Linked DNA regions of Mus musculus: regions 1 and 2 are each linked to region 3. Evidence: chromatin contacts called from public promoter capture Hi-C data. All regions are on one chromosome and are shown on one strand. Each heading gives the region's core, a stretch centred on a gene start, on an enhancer-like site or on the middle of the called end of the contact. The rest is flanking DNA. Distances are from core to core; before and after follow the strand shown.

Region 1 (4,272 bases), core at 1,167-3,666, 150 kb after region 3:
CTTGACCTAACACTGTAAATTATGTCCTTATAAAACTCGTTTATTGGAAAATGGTAAAATGCAAGCACAGTCGCTTGAGAACTCTGTCTTAGGTAATCTTCCTTTACAGGAAGTACAGTGCACTGCTGGGTGGGTGTAGTGGCACTCCCTAAACACAAGGGAGGTGGAGGGAGGAGGGAGGAAGAGCTGTCCAGAGTCACCCTAGGCTACATAGGAAGTTCAAGGCTAGCCTGAGATACATGAGTCCTGCCTCCACTAACAAAAACAATAAATAAGGTTATGCTGAGTACACTTTACCATAGATTTATTTAAAAAATCAGTAAAGCCCTAGTGAAAAGCAAGCGTTATGTGGTAAGGAAGGAAGTTATGTTAGTGTACTTTTCAATAATGTTTTTAAGATTTAATTATTTTTATTTTATGTGTCTGAGTTTTCCTTCATGTGTATCTGGTACTGTATGTATGCAGTGCCCACAGGAGCAAGAAGAAGGTATTGGATCCTCTGGAACTGAAGTTACAGACTATGGTTACTGGGTGCTGGGAACTGAAGCCAGGTTATATAAGTGATCTTAATTACTGAGCCATCTCTCCACCTCTTAATACATTTTTTAGATGATAAACTCTGGTTCAGTGACTTGGATCTGAAAACTATGTATCATTACAACTAATATTTCAGAGTAAATTGCATAATCTGTATTCATAACAGTAAAAGTGTGTATTATGTATGCTTATCACTTCTCACTGACTTCATAAGTTCATTCACGTGTTGAGTATTATGCATCATTTATAGAGTACTTATATTGTATCAAATATTAACTGTTCACTTATTTATTTAGAGGGCTTCTCTGTAGTCCTAGTTGTCCTGCAGTTTGCTCTGTAGACCAGGCTGGCCTCGATTCACAGAGATCCTCCTGCCTCTGCCTCCTGAGTACTAGTATTAAAGCCATGTACCACTGACACAGCAAATACTAGCCCTTTAAAAAAAAATTAAAGACTTTATTTTAGATTTATTTTATTTTATTTTATGGTATGGTATGAGTGTTTTACCTGCATGTACACATGCATGCCTAACACAAAGGGGGTTCAAAAGAGAATGTTGGATACCATAGACCTGGAGCTACAGTTGTTTGTGATCCAGTGTGTGGTGATGGGAACTGAACCTGGGTCTTCTACAAAAGCAGCAAGTCTCTCCAGTCTCTCAAATAGTAACCCTTTAAATTAGGCTTTAATAATTTGCCCAGGCCATTACCTGATGAACGTTAAACCTGACTTGAAACTACATTCCCTTTGACTCAGGGTTTCACGTACAGCCCTGAGGCCAGCCCATTACTCTGCCATGCTAGCCCTAGATGATAAACCAAAACCTTCCTCTCCTCAGAGTTTCTATCATTAAACTGCTCCCTCCCATCTGGTGTTTGGTGTCCTTCTGTTGTGGACATCTTTAAGCCTGATCTATTTTAATATTTTCCACAGTATTTGGGAAAATGCACTTGTCAATATATGTCTTAAATGCTATCCTTACTGTGGCAGTGGCTTTCTGCCATTGTCTTCATACACCCTGGTGCGATACAGCTTATCTTCATACCTCACATCCATTCCTTCAGTAAACCTTGCTCCAGGGTAAAGCTCTGTGGCACAGTGCTTTCTTACTTATTGTGCCCGAGGCTCTAGGTTGAATTCTTCAGTGCTGCGGAAACCAACCAAGGACACTAAACACCTTCACTGAACGGTCTGTATAAGCCCTGAAGATAGAAAGATCCAAAATTATCCAAAAGCTAATCGACAGGTTCACAAGTAGTGTAACCTGGGTCATTGTTGTAAGGCTCATCAAGGAGTTTCCAGAAAATGTGGAGGAAGGAGCTCATGAAGAAGTTGGGAAAGTTTAGCAAAAAGCTTCATAGTTGTACTGGGCAGAAGCATGGTCTAATGGATTATGCAAAAATGCCCCAAGCAAAGGAACAGCAAGTGCAAATGGGATAAGCCTAGGAGAGCATGCATGGTACAGTGGCCACCAAGTACATGACATATGTGTACACTTGAATATTGAACCAGATAGGGCTTACCTTGAGGGAAGAAACTGCATTCATTTTAGTCACCATTGTTATCTCAGGGTTAGCCACTTCCTGGAATGTAGTAGATACTGAATTTTAAGAAATCTTACAAACAGAAGTACACAAGCCTCTTACAGATGTGTCCATCTGGTTACCCACAGGCCATGTGCCCCAAAATAGCTGTGAATTTAGCCCAATGGAAAATCATAATTTCATTGAAAGTACTGTTTCCAGTGTAAGAGTTTTTTTGGGGTTTTTTTTTTTTTGGCAAAGTTTTTGTTTGTTTTATTTTTGCAACCTGATTGCTCTGTTTTGGAGCATGAACTTTGTAAATGACATCAAGTCACAGTGTCAGAAGGTGAACACATCAGCATTCTCTCCAGGCTTCTCTCTCTTGCATCCCCTTCCAGGTCCCCTTAGTTAAAACTTAGCCTCCAAGACACCTTGTTTGAAAACCACTGCAAGAGAATGTAATATATCAAGGTCTTGTATGTTTAAAATTATATGGTATTGTATATACTGTATTATGTTTTCATTCTTCATTACCTTTTGACGCCAAATTGAAAGCTTATATTGGGGCTGGAGGCATGGCTCAGTTAAAGAGTACGTGCTGCTCTTTCAGAAGACTGACGTTAGGCAGCTCACAGTCGCCTGTATCACCAGCTCCAGGGCTTCCAGGGCTTCCAGCCTCAACAGGCACCTGCTCTCATATACACATGCCTACTGGGCATGGGTGCACATACATAGAATTTAAAACATTGAAAAGAAAATCTTAAAAAAAAAAAAACAAAAAACCTTTAAGAGCCAGGTTTGGTGGTGTATGACTTTAATCCTAGCTCTAGAAATGCAAGGCAGGTAGATCTCTGTGAATTAGAGGCCAGCCTGGTCTACAAAGCCAGCCAAGGCTACATAGTAAGACCTTGTTTCCGAAAAAACAAAAACCAAACCAAGACTTCTGTATATACTAGTGAGTAGATTTTTACATACTTAAGTTTTGAATTAGAAATGTTTTTTGTGGTTTTAAATGAAGTTCTAGGGGTTATTTATGATAAATACTAAAAGGATTTTGAGTGTGTATGATTCTCATGTCTGTTTTCCAGACCGTCTGGAGGGTGACAGATCAGAAGGTTCAGGTCAGGAGAATGAAAATGAGGATGAAGAATAAAGAACTCCTTGGCAAGCACTTAGATGTTCTGAGATTTGTATACGACATTTATTATATTTTTTTTCTTTACAGAACTTTAGTGCAATTTAAGGCTATGGGTTTTTTTTTTTTTTTTTTTTTTTTGGAGTTCTTCCCTATTTTGGGGATAACCAAACATTGGTTTGGAATGAGTGTGTGCATGAGTTGGGAGAGTGTGTAAAACAAAGTAAGCAAAATGTTTTTTGAAACCTTTTGCCGTGTATGGAGTCCAAAAAAAAAAAAAAAAAAAAAAAAAAAGCAAAGTGCAATACTTCCTGACCCTCCGCTGTGGGAGCTTGGATCAATGCTGAAGTCATTTTCATTGTAGTGAAAATGTTGGTTCAAATAAATTTCTACACTTGCCATTTGCATGTTTGTTGCTTTCTAATTAAAGATGTTGGTTGCTTTAAGATATCCTAAATTTGACTTTTTATTTAATTCTTTGCTACTTTACCCACATTTTCTAGTCATTTCTCTAACAAAAGAGGGCTTGCTGTTTTCTGAATTTAATAGTCCTTTCCATCTTGACCTCTGTGTGACCAGATAATGTAAAAGGGCCTTTACAGTTCTCTTCCCTTTTTCTTCACTTTTCTTGAGCTACTTCTCAGGATCTGTTGACACCTCATCCAAATCAGTCACTGGGTCTTATAGATGATTTACATTAGCACAAACTCAAGGTGCTGTCTTCTGGTCTACCTCTCTGTCCATATTCCTGAATTACTGTGATCAGTTAGCTGACTCTAGCATCCACCTCCACTTCAGACAGTCCCCCAGGCCTGTGTGTACCTTACCGTGTTTTCCTGAACTGTGTGTACCTTACCGTGTTTTCCTGAACTGTGTGTACCTTACCGTGTTTTCCTGAACTGTGTGTACCTTACCGTGTTTTCCTGTGTGTACCTTACCGTGTTTTCCTGAACTGTGTGTACCTTACCGTGTTTTCCTGTGTGTACCTTACCGTGTTTTCCTGAACTGTGTGTACCTTACCGTGTTTTCCTGAACTGTGTGTACCTTACCGTGTTTTCCTGTGTGTACCTTACCGTG
Region 2 (4,446 bases), core at 431-2,930, 150 kb before region 3:
GACAGTCTAGGAATTAGAACTCTTTTTCTTGATTCTATTTCCTACATCGATCTTTTTCTGAACCACTTCTCAATGCTGCCTTCCTTCTGTGATACCTATGTTATGAGCCTGAGCATGCTCCTCCGTGCCTCCTCCCCACCCCCACCCCTGAGACAGGGTCTCACTAAGTAATCCTGTCAGACCTAGAATCACTATGTAGAACAAACTCTCAAAGGCCCCCTGTTTCTGTCTCCTGAGGGTGGGATTAAAGACATGAGGTGCTCTCCTCAGTACAGATCTGACTTCGTGGCCACTCCCCTTCTGTTGCCCACAGGATAACCTAAGGATGGCCACAAAAAAAAAAAAAAAGTTTTAAGAGTCTCACAGGGTAGTCTACACTGTGTGGCACAGGCTGCCTTAGAACTCCTGATGCAGCCTAGGCTGGCTGGCCTCAAACTTGAGACAGTCCTTCTTTCTCAGACTCCTCCACAGCTTGCCCTTTCTACTTTCCTGCTAAACTCTTGGTTATTAAAACTCCAATGTGTGCTCCTTGAAAGTAAAGTGCCACCGATGGGCAGGACCTGCTAACCGGAAGGCAAAATAGCTGCGATATGCATTCTTGGTTTTCTCCAATTGCCTAGTAATTAGGAACTTGCTCTACTGCAAGGTTAAGGGGCTAGGCCACTGGAAACATCGGAAGGACACTGTTAAGACTGGCTTTTGACAAAATCCTGAAAGGAGAGGCCGCGTTTTGGTCTACTGGACTACGCTCCGCCTATTATAGTCTTGTTCCTAAAACTTGTTTTCCTCCTCCAAACTCTCACTTGGATTTTCCCGTTCTTCGTTCACTCTAATCTGTTTTGTGTCTGGTCCCTCCTTTTTCCCCCTTTGAAGACCATTCTCAGAATCCTCCCTCTCTTTAGGGTTTGCTGGGTAACTAGTAGCAGCCGGCACTTTTCAGAATTGAAGTAAGGCACCGCCTCCGTCCTAACTTTTCATCTATAGGCCGAGGGACGTTGATATGCTAAACAAACAGTAAGTGCAGTCACTGGTTATCTAGGTGGCGGGAAAGAGTTCCAATTCCTATTCCTTTCCTGTCCTCTGAAAAGCCAAAAAAGGGCCTGCTCAGAGGTTAGGGCAAGATGGAGACTTCTCATGTTGCAACGCAAATGATCCAGTTCAGGCAAAGACAGATACTCGGCAAAGGTCAAAGAGATGGTGGGTCTTTTTCTATCTCGACCACTGAATGGAAGTCTTTCCTCACCTCTCTCTTCACTTCACTCCTCCCCTCCCCCACCCGGTCCCTAAATTAATTGCTTTTCTTTAGGTGAGTGAGGCCAGGAGTAACCAAGCAGATCCTAGTCGGAAATGATATCCGGACTTGGAAGAGACCGCGGGGAGGGACATTAAGAGAACTGTGGGACTGGCCCCTCAGAGAGGAGGGCAGCCTCTGGCGGCGGTGGGCCGGAGGGCAGCCCCACGACCAGCCACGCAGGCAGGCTCAAAGTAATGCGGCTGCAGAGGCACAGTACGCGGGCATGCTGCACAGATCACACCAAGGGCGGGGCCCGGAGGGCGGGGCCTTGCCCGAGGGGGCTGACAGGGAGTCGAGTTGTCCAATGGCTTCTTTCCCAGGTTGCCAGGAGGACCAATGAGCGAGCAGTGGGGCGGGCACAGGGGCTGGAGCTGGGCAGAAGGCTGGCGGTTGGCCACTGGGGCCGGGAGCGGGGAGCGGTGGCGTGGAGGTGTCCTCGCGCTCGCAGCCGCGATCCGGACAGAGCTGTGTGGTCTAAGGCAAGCCAGCCGACCGCAGCGGGAAGCCGGGCGGAACGGAGCGGCGGGAGCAGGATGGCAGAGGCCGTCGGAGCCGTGGCACTGATTGCGGCCCCGGCCCGCCGGCGCTGGCTGTGGTCGGTGCTAGCCGCGATGCTCGGGCTGTGTGAGTGATGCCGAGCCGGGGTCGGGCGGGGGCTCCGCGGCCGTGCGCGCGCTCGGGGCGCCTCGGAGGGGAGGGGGCGCGGCCTGCGAGCTCTGGGGCCTGGGCACGCCGCCCGGGGAGCGCGGCCGGGAGCCGAGGAACCTCTTTCTTTGGATCCCTTTGCGTAGAGGGCGAGGGGGGTGGGGCGGGGAGGGGTGAGGGAGCTCCCTACCTTGCAGCTCCCTGGGGACAGTCCCAGGAGCCCACTCACGCCCAGTCCCCTGCGGTCGCCTCCTGGCGATTCTGAGTTGCCCAGGACCTCCCGGGAGTCCGACTCTGGAATTGATGTTCTCCACCTTTGGGAGATGGCGGAAGATTGCAGGATTTTTCACCTGTGGGCCTTTGTTGGTTTATTTCCTTGTTTAAACCAGTGTTTTTCCTTTACCTGGTAAGATCTATTTCGAATGCGCTCAGATCAATTCTTAAGGCTCTATGATTGAAAACTCAGACTCTCATTTATTTCATCTCTGGGGTCTGTAAATCACAGAGGCGAAATTTACGTTACTTCTAGCCTAGAATGCAAAGGCTTGAAAGAATTCGGTCGAATTCGTATTAATGGTAAACATGGGCAAGATAGTTTGACAAGACGAACATTTACAAAGCATGCTTTTACTTTGATTTTAAAAGCCCCCCTCTCAGGCCCTTACCAAATAAACCAGGCTTAAGTTTTTGATAAAGGCTCCGGCTCGGTTTATATGACGTCTTGGACGAGTTGTTTTATGGGGCGTCTGAAGTAGTGTCTGCCCCAGGACTTTTTTTGTGTGTTGTTCAAAGTAAAGTACTTGTTTCTGTCTCAGAATTCAGCTAAGTAGTGGTTACCGAGAGGTCGAACTCCTAAGAAAACACGGAGGGGGTTCCTCCCACTCATTCTTTTGTTGTGTAAAATGTAATTTGTTCAAAATCCATTACTCAGTACTTTCTTTCGTGCAAAAGTTCTTAATGTAGTAGTCTCTCGAACCAGGAGTATAGGTGAGATTCTGTTGGATTTCCAGCTTTCATTTAAGCTCCTAGTTAATAGCTTGGAGGTGAAAATGGACAAGATTCTTTTTTTTTTTTTTTTTTTTTATGTATCAGATGGGATCTGTTTTGTTTTTGTTTTTGTTTTCCTGTTTCTCCTAAGGAAACAGAAAAGGCGTGGGTTTTTGTTTGTTTGTTTGTTTGTTTGTTTTTGCCATTTTTTTTTCTATTGGTGCCGGCTGTATTTGTGTTTAAGCAAAGGAACACAGAACAGACCCAAACTCCACTTTATCAGACTGATTGTGGGCTGAATTGTGTGATGTCAGACATTGCCGTTGGGGACAGGGCGGTCAGAGTGATCTTAAATTCAGGGTGTTAAAAGCTGCAGAAGCAGGGACTGTGTTATGAATGAAATGTCACCTGCTCTGCTATAAAAGAAACCATTCTTCTTCTTCTTTTTTTTTTAGAAGCCAGGTATGATGGCTTACACCTGAAATCCCAGCACTTGAGTGGTTGGGACAGGGGGATTGACATGAGTTGGAGGCCAGTCTGGGCTGATTTGAAGGAACTACACATAAGGGCTCATCTTTTACAAAACATTCTGAGACAGCATCTCACTGTTTTATCACAGGCTGTTCTTGAACTGGGCATCGTCCTGACTCTGCCTCCCAAGGGCTGGATTAAAGGTGTATACCACACCTGACTTTTCTGTTTTTGGGGTTTCTTTTCACCGTGTTGCCTAGACTGGCCTTCAACTCCTGGGCTCAAGCAGTCCTGCTTCAGCCTCCAGGAGCCTGGGACCTGCAGGAACACACCACTGATCTCATCCAGAATAGCCTCTCAAGTTCTGTTCAGTTACTTAGCAAGTATCTATCCGCACCTCTTAGATGTTAAGTACTTGAAACTCACGGAACGTGGGGTCACGTGGGGTCACATTCTTTACCCTAAGACTGCAGGTTCTTGAGAAGTCAAAACAGTCAAATCAATAGTTAAAACAAAACAAAACAAAAAAAAGAAAACAAAAAAAGAAAAAAAAAGAAAGAACATTTTCAGTGGAGATTTATTCAGTGTGGCCACGTTGGGAAGACACACGGAGATCCAGTGACTCAATTCCAGCCATCCCCAGGGTCCTGAAAGTTTAAAGTTTAAATAGAGGGCCAGAGACACATGCAAGTCTAAGCAGTTCAGGTCAGGGTTGTGGCTCACCCACCATTGACCAGTCATTATCTGGGCTTACGTCTCTCCAGCAAGGTGGTCCAACAACTTGTTAGTGTTGCAAGCTGCTGACAGTTACATTCTAAGTATGGAAGCGCTCAGCCTTGAAACTTGATTAGGATCTTGTCCTAGACTTTAGCTTTCCAGGGCAGAGGCCTGCTATTTAGAAAGTAAATTAAACTCTACAAATAACCAGTGTGGTCCAGTCTGTATTTTGATCTTGTATCAAAACTCGTCCCTTTTCTCCTTCCCCTTAACAGTCTCATCTGTGCTGTATATGTTCACCTGTATAGACTAGTGTTAAATGTGAAGAACAC
Region 3 (3,955 bases), core at 107-2,606:
GGGAAACCTGATTTGTCCATGAGTCTAAAAGGCAAGGATATCTAAAGTAAATAGCTGGGAGTTTTTCTTATGAGTCTTCTTAAGAGTAAAATAGACAAATTCCATTTTAGAAGAATTTTCTGTAAGTTCTGCAACATAATAAATGGTAGTGGCAGAGATACTCTCCACAGATACACCCACGGCTTAGTTACAATTTAAGCACTTCACAGGTTGTTTTGGGACTCACTGTGTAGACTTTGAACTCACAGAGGTCTACCTGACCCTTCCTCTCAGATGGTGGGATGCCACCATGCCCGGCTCCCTCAGGCACCTTAGATGAAGCATTTCATGTAAGACTGACACATTGGGGATGTCCAAATCTACAGAAAAGGTGTGTTTAATCCTCTCATCTGGAGGGCATGTGGATGGCACCTTGCCAATTCTCTCACAGTCAAGCAGAATGTGTGAGCCTGTGGGAATATAACTAGGAATGAGGATTCCCCACCCCCACCCCAAACAAAAGAACAAGTGAGGATGTGAAGGTACAGCAAGCATCCTTCCTGGCTGAATCCAAGCACACCTTCTGATGTCATGGGAAAACTGAGCAGTAACAGGATGCGAAGATTATGGATATGTTAGGACCGATCACAACCATGTCCATCATCATCTCTTGTAGAGTTTCCTACTAGTTTTTGACTTATGCTCAGTTTTTCATCAATAATGTAGTCTTCTTTAAGAAGAGGACAATGGGGGTTGGGGCTGGGGGGTTGAAAAGGAACGGTATCACCAAAGCTTGCTTGATCACTCTGTCAACTCCTCTTCTGCATTCTTCATGGTTTTTAGTGTCTATACACTTTTGTGACTTATTTTCTGTCAGTCTCTTCTTGGCCTGTTTACACTGTCTCCCTCTGAACTGTAAACCCCCTCTTTAGAGATCACATTATTAGTCTTTCTTTCTTCCACAGCACCTTTCTAGCACCTTCATATGATAGGCACTTACTATTTGACTGATGAAAGCAAACAGGACAAGCTAGAAATATATGATATCCAAGACAAACAGGACAGGGTCACATTTAAGCTTCTAATCTAACCTAAAAGGCTGGCAGAAATAAACCCTGAACTTGCCAACCACTCTCCTCTCAAGTCTATTAGCTGTGACACTAGATGGTCGTTTTCCTTCTAGCTCTGCTATTTCTTCTACTGAAACTCCTACTTCCCACGTACCTCTGTTCTCCAAGACTGTGGAGAAGCTCGAGCCTAGATTAGGGACTAGATCTTTCAGGAATGCAGAGAACAGGAAAGGGGTCTGGTGTTATTATTCTGAAGACAGCAGAAGTGCCATGTCTGTCCATACCTGACCCATCAAATGACAGTTTTGTCAAAAAGCCGTTTTCCAGGCCACACCCTCATCAGAAGTTCATTGTTTCACGCGCACTGGCTGTGCTTCTGATTGGCTGGCATCACCGTACCCCTCCCCCAACACTGAGTGGTCTACTGCTCTTGGAAGACTGGCTTGGCTCAATCTCAGGTTCTCATGTCTGGACATGTGAGACAGTTGGAGAGAGTGAAATAACCCCATCGTTTACACATCTCTTTCCTTGACCATGTGGAGGGTGACTGAAATTAGGTCACAGTTGATAGGTGACTATTATCAAAAGAAAAGTCTCTTAAGCAAGCACCCAAGTTTAGTCAATACAGTAGTTTCGCCATGTCTTTGGTTTTGTTACGCAAGCTAAGTTACCACTGATCAACTTTGGTCTGAAAACATGAATGGAAAATTACAGCAATACTCTTTCTTTTTGGAATTACAGTGTTCAGCAGCATAATGAAGTCTCTCACTGTCCTCTCTGGGACACGAATCATCCTCCTGTCCAGTGTAGTCACTCTGTATAAATGACTTGTATGGCAGACTTGTCAGCATTTTGCTACAATTGTCTTATCTTATTACTGTTGTTATTAATTTCTTACTATACTTCATTAAAAAACTGGCATAGATGTCTACAGACAACCAGCAGCACCTCAGCGTTTGGTACTATCTTCCAGGTGCTGCCAGGGCTGGTGGATAAACAAAGGAGCACTATTGTAGTGACCACACTATCAGGGCCATGAATTTTACCAGTTTTAATGAATTTACTACTTGTGAGGTAAAATTTTGACAAATTATACATCTGTTTTTGAATATACGTCTGGTTTTAATGTGTCTACTTATAAATTTACGCAAAGGTCAGTTAAAATCTGAGGCCTTATGAGTAAGAATTTAAGTTTTCACAATCCAGTGGGACACTGTCAAAGTATGTTTTAAAGGAGCTGTCCTGGCTAGTTTTATGCCAACTTGACACAAGGTAGAGTCATCAGAGGTGGGAGCCTCAGCTGAGAGAAGGCCTCTATTTGGCTGGGGTGTAGGTGAGCTTGTGAGGCCTTTTCTTAGAGATTGATGTGGGTGGACTCAGCTGCTGTGGTGGGCCCACCCTTCGACAGGTGGTCCTGAGTGCTATAGGAAAGAAGGTTGAGCAGGAGAGAATGCAGCCCCATGGCCCTGCATCAGCTCCTGCCTCCAGGCTCCTGCCCTGTTTGAGTCCCAACTTCAATGATAGACTATGATGTGGAATATCGAAGTGCGAGGTCAAACCCTTTCTTCCCCAACTCTGCTTTTGGTGTTTCATGGCAGCAACAGAAACCCTAAGACAGGGCATATATTTAAAACTTAAACAAAAAACTGAAAATATATGTGAATATTCTTATAGCCAATTCTAGTAATTAAATTTACTGTATTCCAAAATGTAAAAACACACATTTTAAGGGAGGGGGGTTTAATTATGCGTATGCTACTGAATCCAGTCTCAGGGTGAATCTAATTAAACAGACCTTTCAGTTGGTAAATGTTAGAGCTGCTTTTCCCATTTGGCTACACAAAGAAGCTCTGGCATTGACTTTTGCTTTAAAGAGATTTGGAGCTTCGAGGAATCTTTGTTAACATTTAACCTTCCATTATCATCTTAACAACTTAAAAAGAAAAAATCTGCTTACTCTAAAAAAAAAAAAAAAAACCAAGCAGTATTGCTGTACCTTCTATCAGTATTCCCTTGAGATGGATGCTAAACCACAGAAAAATTCAAAGGTATATTAAAAAATTCTTGAGTCTAAAAAAAGGATTCTTGGATCTATTTCTAACCAAATAGCATTTCCTGAACTTTCTTACATTAGGTAGGTGGCATGAGCCAGACACGGTGCTAAAATGTCATTTCAGTGAATCTTTATAACTCCATTAGCCAGTGCTATTACTTTTAATCAACTTTAAATCTCAGAGGAAGAGATTCGCAAGTCAATGTGGCACAGTTGAGTTGGAATCTCAGTGGCACTGAAAAAAACTTACAAAGCTGTCAATAAGGACTTGATAGAAAAGCTTGACACAGAATTCATCTATACTGACTTGTGCCACTGTGGAAGTTACTCTTAGGGAGTTCAGGATCTACAATGAGAGACTGCTAGTAAAGCAACTCCTGTAAGTATTTAAGAGTATAGGGTTTTTTCTTTTTTTTTTTTTCGAGACAGGGTTTCTCTGTGTAGCCCTGGCTGTACTGGAACTCACTCTGTAGACCAGGCTGGCCTCAAACTCAGAAATCCACCTGCCTCTGCCTCTGTGTGCTGGGATTAAAGGTGTGCACTATCACTACCCAGCCTATTATTTTGTTTTTTTGAGACAGTGTTTCATATAACTGAGCCTTGAACTCCTGAACTTCATGCCTCCACCCATCACAAGTGTGTAAATTACAGGTATGTATCAACATACCTCCTGCCTTCCCCAGCCCACACACACTTCCCCGGGAAGTCTTGCTGTATTGTTCATGCAGGTCTAGAGTTCAGGACTGAGTGCTTCCCTATAGCTGGGATTAATAGAGTGCTCTCACTTCTGGCTTCAGTTAAATCTTGTGAACCAACATGGGAGAGACTCTATACAAGAAATACTCTTTCTTTC

The links. Promoter capture Hi-C pulls out the DNA fragments that hold promoters and counts their contacts.
Region 1: a contact with region 3 is called in a promoter capture Hi-C map of liver. The contact joins the enhancer-like site here to the promoter of Adcy10 in region 3. A contact is called at or near these places in 5 of 39 promoter capture datasets (frontonasal cranial neural crest, hematopoietic stem and progenitor cells, liver and 1 more), 2 of 484 Hi-C or Micro-C datasets (the G1E-ER4 cell line and nephron progenitors), 1 of 115 datasets of contacts at active chromatin or transcription factors (large pre-B cells) and 3 of 9 other capture datasets (adipose tissue, liver and pancreatic islet).
Region 2: a promoter capture Hi-C map of second pharyngeal arch cranial neural crest shows a contact between it and region 3. The contact joins the promoter of Mpzl1 here to the promoter of Adcy10 in region 3. A contact is called at or near these places in 12 of 39 promoter capture datasets (the 3T3-L1 cell line, the C10 cell line, the HPC-7 cell line and 8 more), 2 of 484 Hi-C or Micro-C datasets (both in liver), 5 of 115 datasets of contacts at active chromatin or transcription factors (the 230-238 cell line, the SCID.adh cell line, bone marrow-derived macrophages and 1 more) and 3 of 9 other capture datasets (adipose tissue, liver and pancreatic islet).

Annotation. Positions count from the first base shown.
Region 1 is chr1:165,328,880-165,333,151 of GRCm38.p6, reverse strand. It overlaps Dcaf6 (DDB1 and CUL4 associated factor 6), which reads left to right. Exons shown (of 19, transcript NM_028759.1): 19 at 3,149-3,652. The coding sequence ends at 3,213. Among named protein-coding and RNA genes, the nearest start is that of Gpr161, 35 kb to the right of the region's middle. Within about 2 kb of position 2,416, at least 5 of the 459 cell types and tissues checked have an H3K27ac peak or open chromatin away from gene starts, as enhancers often do. A contact at or near this core is called in liver, where this site is marked.
Region 2 is chr1:165,631,775-165,636,220 of GRCm38.p6, reverse strand. Mpzl1 (myelin protein zero-like 1) reads left to right here and starts at 1,680. Exons shown (of 6, transcript NM_001083897.1): 1 at 1,680-1,918. The coding sequence starts at 1,828.
Region 3 is chr1:165,482,584-165,486,538 of GRCm38.p6, reverse strand. It overlaps Adcy10 (adenylate cyclase 10), which reads right to left and starts at 1,356. Exons shown (of 34, transcript NM_173029.3): 1 at 1,204-1,356.